2 separate regions of the Triticum aestivum genome follow, and region 1 is linked to region 2. Evidence: chromatin contacts called from public Hi-C data. All regions are on one chromosome and are shown on one strand. The core of a region is the stretch at or near the end of the contact, and the rest is flanking DNA. Distances in the headings are between cores, read along the strand shown. Region 1 holds the start of LOC123062864 (beta-glucosidase 4). Region 2 has its middle 21 kb from the start of LOC123062862.

Evidence for each region. Hi-C and Micro-C count contacts between places; a contact is called where the count stands out from the background.
Region 1: a Hi-C map of leaf shows a contact between it and region 2, with 2.6 times the contacts expected there. The contact joins the promoter of LOC123062864 here to the enhancer-like site in region 2. A contact is called at or near these places in 3 of 5 Hi-C or Micro-C datasets (leaf and root).

The regions. Positions count from the first base shown.
Region 1 is chr3A:645,378,269-645,381,697 of IWGSC CS RefSeq v2.1, forward strand. It overlaps LOC123062864 (beta-glucosidase 4), which reads right to left and starts at 2,070. Exons shown (of 14, transcript XM_044486548.1): 1 at 1,766-2,070; 2 at 508-574; 3 at 368-426; 4 at 131-206. The coding sequence starts at 1,846.
Region 2 is chr3A:645,344,779-645,348,009 of IWGSC CS RefSeq v2.1, forward strand. No RefSeq gene overlaps it. Among protein-coding and RNA genes, the nearest start is that of LOC123062862, 21 kb to the left of the region's middle. Within about 2 kb of position 1,938, at least 7 of the 8 cell types and tissues checked have an H3K27ac peak or open chromatin away from gene starts, as enhancers often do. A contact at or near this core is called in leaf, where this site is marked.

The DNA.
Region 1 (3,429 bases), core at 820-3,319, 34 kb after region 2:
TCGGATGAGGTATGGAAGATAAATGATAATAATAAACAAGATGCACATATCGAGGGGGAAGCTGGAATTGTGGCGACACAATTTGGAGATGTATTAATATGTGAAGCATGATCCACCAATTGAAATGTACCAGGAAATATCCGTGACCAAGATATGGAAAATCTATAAGCACCAAAACCCAACTTGGCCATGAGCTCAATGTCTTCCTGTACCCAAAGAGTTCAAACAAGTAATTAGGGATCTAGGAAAAAAGGTAATACTGTACACACATATGCATCAAGGAGACAATCCATCTCAAGCAAGACAAAGAAACACTTTATTTTACAAGAATATAATAGTAATGCGATAGTTATGTCAATAATAACACCTTGTATCGATGGTAATGATCAACTGCAACTTCTCCAGAGGATCCGTCTAGGACACGTTCTGAAAAAAGCATTTCAATGTCAACTATCAGTTAAATTGATATATTTCAACAAATTAAAATAGGATCCAGATGAGACAAACCTTTGTTATCTGTAAATACATCCCATATGCTATCACCTTTGCCACCTTCATTTCTTGCCCCCTCAATCTGGATAGAAGGGAAAAGCCAAGGACATTACTTCACGGCTAGATGCATCTAGTTTTAGACAAAAGGAAGGAGGATAGATTCATAGATTACAAAAAACCTCATTTTTGTTTCTTTTATTACTTGGAATCAAGGAGATAAAACTGGTGAAACCTACAATTTGTCACCCAAGGACCCACACAAAATTCTAACAGTATGATGGTTCTCTCTTTCCTCCTCAAGGTGGGGGACACTCGTTTCCCAGCTTTCCTGTATAGTTCTTCTCTGTTCTCGTTTATGCTTTTGATTTGCTCTCTTTTTGTGTGTGTGTGTGTGTGTGTGTTTCTCAAAATTTGCTCGGTTTAGTTATATTTTGCTTCGTCTTTTGGCTGGCTCTACTCTTAACACATTTTTTGTCATTTCTTCTAATACGAAACAATGTGTGTTTCGACACGTGTCCGAGAGAAAACAAAAGCGGAGAACGTTTACGACAACATACGGATGGAAAATCCCCTATTCACTTCTCTACTTTGTCGGTTCAACTACGGCTTCTCTGCCAGTAGAGGAAAAGATCATTTCCTGTCAACCTTCCCTTCCCGTGTATATTTCTTCCTCTCCATCTCCCATTAAACAAATACCGCCTCCGTTCGCAAATAGTGCTCTACTTCTGACTTCCATGTCCATTATTCACAACAACTTGCCGATTCTCCATTCCTAAGATAAATTTCCCTGATAGATATTAAGTCTGTCCATATACATATGTTTGTAGTCAAAGAATTACAATTTGTTGATTAGTTTCCACTTTGCCGCTTCCCTTTTTTTTGGTCGAGATAAATTTACTGGAGGAGAGGGCGCTTGGTTCAACCGCATAAAAATCAGATATAGGAACCGCATGAATTTGCTTCTTCTATTCTTGGTGAAAGCAGAGGGGTCGTTGCTCGGTCACTGTCCTACTTCACTTTTTCAAAGATAAGTCGGCAACAGCATGAAGGCAGCGCAACCAAGCGAAAGTACACAGGCGTCGTTCGCGTGGGCTACCGGGCGAGCGCGACGCGCTGTCACACCACACGGCGGCGTGGGGGCGGAGCAGGGATCAGCAATCGGCAGCCAAGATGCGGCCGGTGACCCACCGGCCACCGCCACCACTCACCAAACTAAGAGTAGTACCGTAGTAACTGCTAGCACTGGTAGTACGAAGTGGCAGTCTGAACGGACCTGGTAGGCGGAGGTGGCGACGCCGAAGACGAAGCCCTCGGGGAAGTCGGCGCGGGTGACCTCGCCCGCCGTGCTCCCCATTCCCGGCGGGAGCGAGGGCGAGAGCGGCCGCGGAGGAGCAGCGGGCGTGGCGCTAAGCGTGACTTGATCCCGATCCGGCGCGGCGCGTGGGTGGGCGAAGGTTTGGGAGGCGCTGCGAGCAAGACTGAGGGGGTCCGGTCGGGTCGGGTCGCGTCGCGTAGATATAGGGGAGGGAGGGAGGGTGCGGCCGGGCCCGGCTAGTCCGCGGGAGAGCGGCCGCACACTGCAGTCGCTCTCTCTCTCTCTGCCTGCCGGTTTGGATCTGGGTTTCCAACTCACTCAAACCCACCAAACCACCCTCATGTGTCGAGTCAATCTTTTTTTTTTTGAAAAGATCAGATCTATTATAAAAATTCACAGGAAGTATAAAACACGTCAAACATAATAAAAAAATACATCGAGGTCCATGGACCACCGAACGACCATTGCCACCGCCAACGCGCCGCTGTCGCCGCTCCCATATCTCCATTACGTACGCACGACGAAAAACGCTAACCTCGCCGCCCCGAGGAGGTGGCAGGAATCTACACCGGAGCTCCATCTAATCCTTCCCAACGGATGAACTTAAGGAGAATCGAAGCCCGACAGACTGACTCGAAGAAGAAGCGCCGCTATCCGTCCAAACGCCGTCTCTGCGAGGACTAAAATCCTACCTATCTACTAGCCGGATCTGAGACACCAGAAATCCCCTCCCCGCCACCAGTCGCCGGAGCAGCAGGCGAAGGGGAGGCGAATTCACGGGCTCGCCGGTGAAGACCGAGCGGAGGAAGGCTTTCCCTAGCCGCTTTGCGAGAGCGGAAAGAAAAACTCGCACCTTCTCCTAGTCGAGCGCTTGATCTTCTTCGTCTTCTTTTTCTTCTTTGCGGGGTCGTTACATAAATAAATCTCCTTTGGGATTTGACACAAATATTATCTTACTCCCGTGACTAGAAAACCTAAACGGTGCACATGTCTAGCTATTAACCACAAAGTCAGTAGAGTCTGATAGGGTGTATAGCTGTAGAGGCAACAACAGGGCAATGTAATAGACATGAGAGAGATGAAGCCGCTGACACTAATTTTGTGGTGTTGGACTTTTTTTCTATTAGACCACCTGCACCAATGAAATACTAGAAAGAATCGGCTGCAAAAACTATTGCCAAATCTATCATGGCGCTAAGCCGGGCAAGCCACACAAGTGTCACCGTAGCATGTGGCGACAAGTCGTGGACAACAGGAATCCGCACGCGGGAAACAAGAACATGGTATACACGACACTTGCCGCCACGGGTTGTGGCGGCATGTGTCACTTCTGTGTGCGACACGATAGCTTTTTGTCGGATGGTGGGTGGCATAGTGTTTTTCTGTCGTTTTGTGCTGACGACAACTGATTCCTTTAAAGCAAAGCCATTTTTGTGTTTTTCATTCGACATGCTTTGATTATTAGCCCTCAAGTATGCTTCTTATGATGTTTTGGGCATTGGTGGGTTGTTTTGGAGACTCATTTGGAGCTTTTCGAGTATGATTTCTCACGATAAGTAAACTATAAGAAGTTGAAGATCATAGTGCGAGCTATGTAACACATGCAACATTTTACATGCATG
Region 2 (3,231 bases), core at 688-3,187:
TTTACCGATCTCAATGAGTCATCCTCGGGAGCGAGAGAGCGATTGTTTACTGCTGTGCTAGTGGTAACGTCACCACCCTAGTGATTAACAAACATAGCAGGGCGCGTTTTCCAGACCACCCTTTTGTTTCGGAACAGTCCACACGCTACGCAAGCGACTCGCCACGGACGGCGACGGTCACCGCTCTCGAGGTGGAGGCCACCGACATGCATCGGCGTCGGCATGGGAATGAACAGGAGGGAGAAGGTTCGTTGCCTTCTTCGCTTCGACCGGGAGGGGTGGCCGGCGCAGCACATGTCCAGTCAGACTGTTCATACACTTGGGCTTTTTTTCTTTTCTTTTTCCAGGAAAAACTGTTCAAAGTACCCACATGTCACCGGCCAAAAATAACGGGGGGATTCCTCTTCCTGCTGTCAGCAACGGTCGTAAACTCAGAGCGAGAAAGCGAGTAATCATAAGTACACCCGGTCCTTGGATCGACCAATGGATGCATGCCTGTACAACTAGTAGTACAAAGTACGTACCGAAAGCTTCGTGCTTGTACAGTATGCGCTCAATTAACCCCAAAAGCAGAAGAAGGGAGCAGTACTGGCCGGCGGTATCACTACATGTGTGTGTACATGTACCGTGTCAATGTCATCACCACCACACTCGATTATTCCCCCGGTGGTATGCCAGCTGAAGGATCCGGGTTAGGTGTACGGTCGCCGATCGCCCGGTGTGTGTGTGTGTGCAACTCTGCGATACCTGTGGCGTCGTGCATGCATTATTGTTGCGGCATGGACCACGAACGGTACAGGCCGTGAATCCCATGGGTCTGTGTGTGTGTGTGTGTGTGATCATTGGACGTCTTGATAGCTAGCATGCCTAAGAAAAGGACAGCGGATGGAGGGGTGATCACTCTCGCTCCGAACGGCAACACGCACTATACCTACCTTGCCGAGCTTAAAGATGCATGTCCTCCGGTAATAATGCTGGATGCACGTACGTAGGTACTTCCCATTTAGTACTTCCCATTTCACATTTAGTACTAGATACGGAGGAGGAAGCGTCGGACCCGCACGCGCGTACATGCGTACATGTACATGAGTTACCAATATCAGGGGATGCAGCCCCTGGATGCATGTGGCTACGCCTGGCTCCGAGGGCAGCCCCTGGATGCATGGTCGCACTGTGGTTGCCGCGCACCGCACGGGCAACTTTTTTCTTTTCTTCAAGGGAGTCGAGCAGCACAGTTGTTGTACGTATATGTGCGACTGCGACTGTGGCCGAGTCGTTTTGGCGCGTGTGGAAGAGCACGTAGCAAGGGCCAAAGAGAAGCCGACGGCCGAGATTTCCAACCCAGGCTCAGCAACTGTTGACGGAGGTGGGGAGGAAAGCGTTGCCTCCGCGCGCCACCACCACACCGCACCACACTCTCTACTCCTTCCGCCACCGGGTGCCGCAGAGGATCCCGTCCGTCCAGGCATCTACCACGTCCCCGAACTGTACCTCGACCTGACCTTTCTCACGCGGCCCACGTTCTGACGTTGAGCGTATCGCACGGCGATCGGGGGGCACACTGCAGGCTGCCTTCGTCCGGCCGGTCAGTCTCCCACCAGAGATGAGATATTGAGATACTTACTACTACTACCGCCACCCGTCTCCGCCGCAGTTATCGATCATTCGCGACCGGCTCACCAAAGCTTTTAACCCGCCGCCGTAATCAATCATCCGCCGTTCACCATAGCTCGATGACCAACGGTAACTGCCAGCTGCTAGCTACACTGTGCAGCATCACGTCGGGCACGTGAGCCGATCAAAGCGCCGTACATATTTGCACGTTGTTCTCGTGGGAATATGTATTTCGCCCTCAAGTTTGTTGGTTTGCTTGCTTGTTTATTCTTGCATGGACATGGGTGGAGCGGAGGGCGGTCAATTCTCTCGGCCGCGCGGGCGTGCTTATTTGGCGCGAAGCCGGTGAGCTGTCCTCTTCGGTTTGGACGTGACAAGTACCGGTGAGCTGTGCGGTCCGCCGAGGGGAGGAACGAAAGCAAGGCCAACTCACGGTTTTATTGGTTCACCTGCATTCTCCGAAAATGCCTTTTGGAGGCTGAGCTCCATGGCATTGAAACAAGGGTTGTGGACGAAAAGGCAAGCCCACGGTTTTATTGTATTCTTCGGTTTTATTAGTTCATCCACCTTAAAATGAGGGCTTGCAAAGAAAAAGAAAAACAAATGTGAGGCTTTTCGACACATGATACTATTCATCCTCAAAGTCCATGAATTTGTCTTTTTTTTGCACAAATCGCATTCCAAGGTATTTCATCCTGATTTTTTTACACACATATACATTTCATCTCTCTCTACTTGCATATATTTTTCAGATTTTTTTGAAACCGAAAAGTTTGAATTTTAAAATTTTCAAAAAATAAAGTGCTGCATGGACCTCAGCCTCCAAAACGCCTCACTCCCTACTCTAATACAATGCACACATTGGTTTCACAAAAAGTCAAGTTTTCATTTATTTAAAAAAATTAATTGAGAAAATCACATATATATATCAATGATACGAAACACATATCACATGAAGGTGTATTTCATGATTAATCTTACTATGTCATTGATTTGTTATTCTAGATGTTGATATATGTTTCTATAAATTTTATCAATGCTTGCAAAGTTTGACTTATTTCTTTTCTTTTCAAAATCCGCTTTATACTATGAGATGGAGGAATATGTGATTTAGGCTCCGTTCGGAAGCTCTCCAGGAGCTGGCTTCCAAAAATCGCTCTGAGAAGCCGGCTGAACTGCTCCGCTCCGAGAGGCTGGCTCCGCGGAAACGAGTTCTAGGCAGTGCAAATATCGTGGAGATAAGGAGCAGCGCTGGCCCAGCTTCGCAAAAATCAGAAGCTGGAGTTCCTCAAAATTACGGTAGCAATGCAATTTACGAACTCATATACTTCAGCAGTGAAGAATATGGTATCAATTTCATCAGATCAATTTCATCAAGCAATAGAACAGATAAAGCAGTATGAGGACGTGAGAAATGAAAATTCATTTCTTCATGATTAGCTTGGGTCCTTTCCAGCACATTCAGGTCTCCAGCAAATTCTTCAGACGATTAAGTTTGTTTGGAGACCAGATCCTGCATAAGAGATTAGTTCTTTTTCTTCACCACCCACATCTGAAGGGGTGGCAAAGAGTTCATCATTCTGCGGGCTCCGTAAGAGAAAGGTGACATAGATGCCA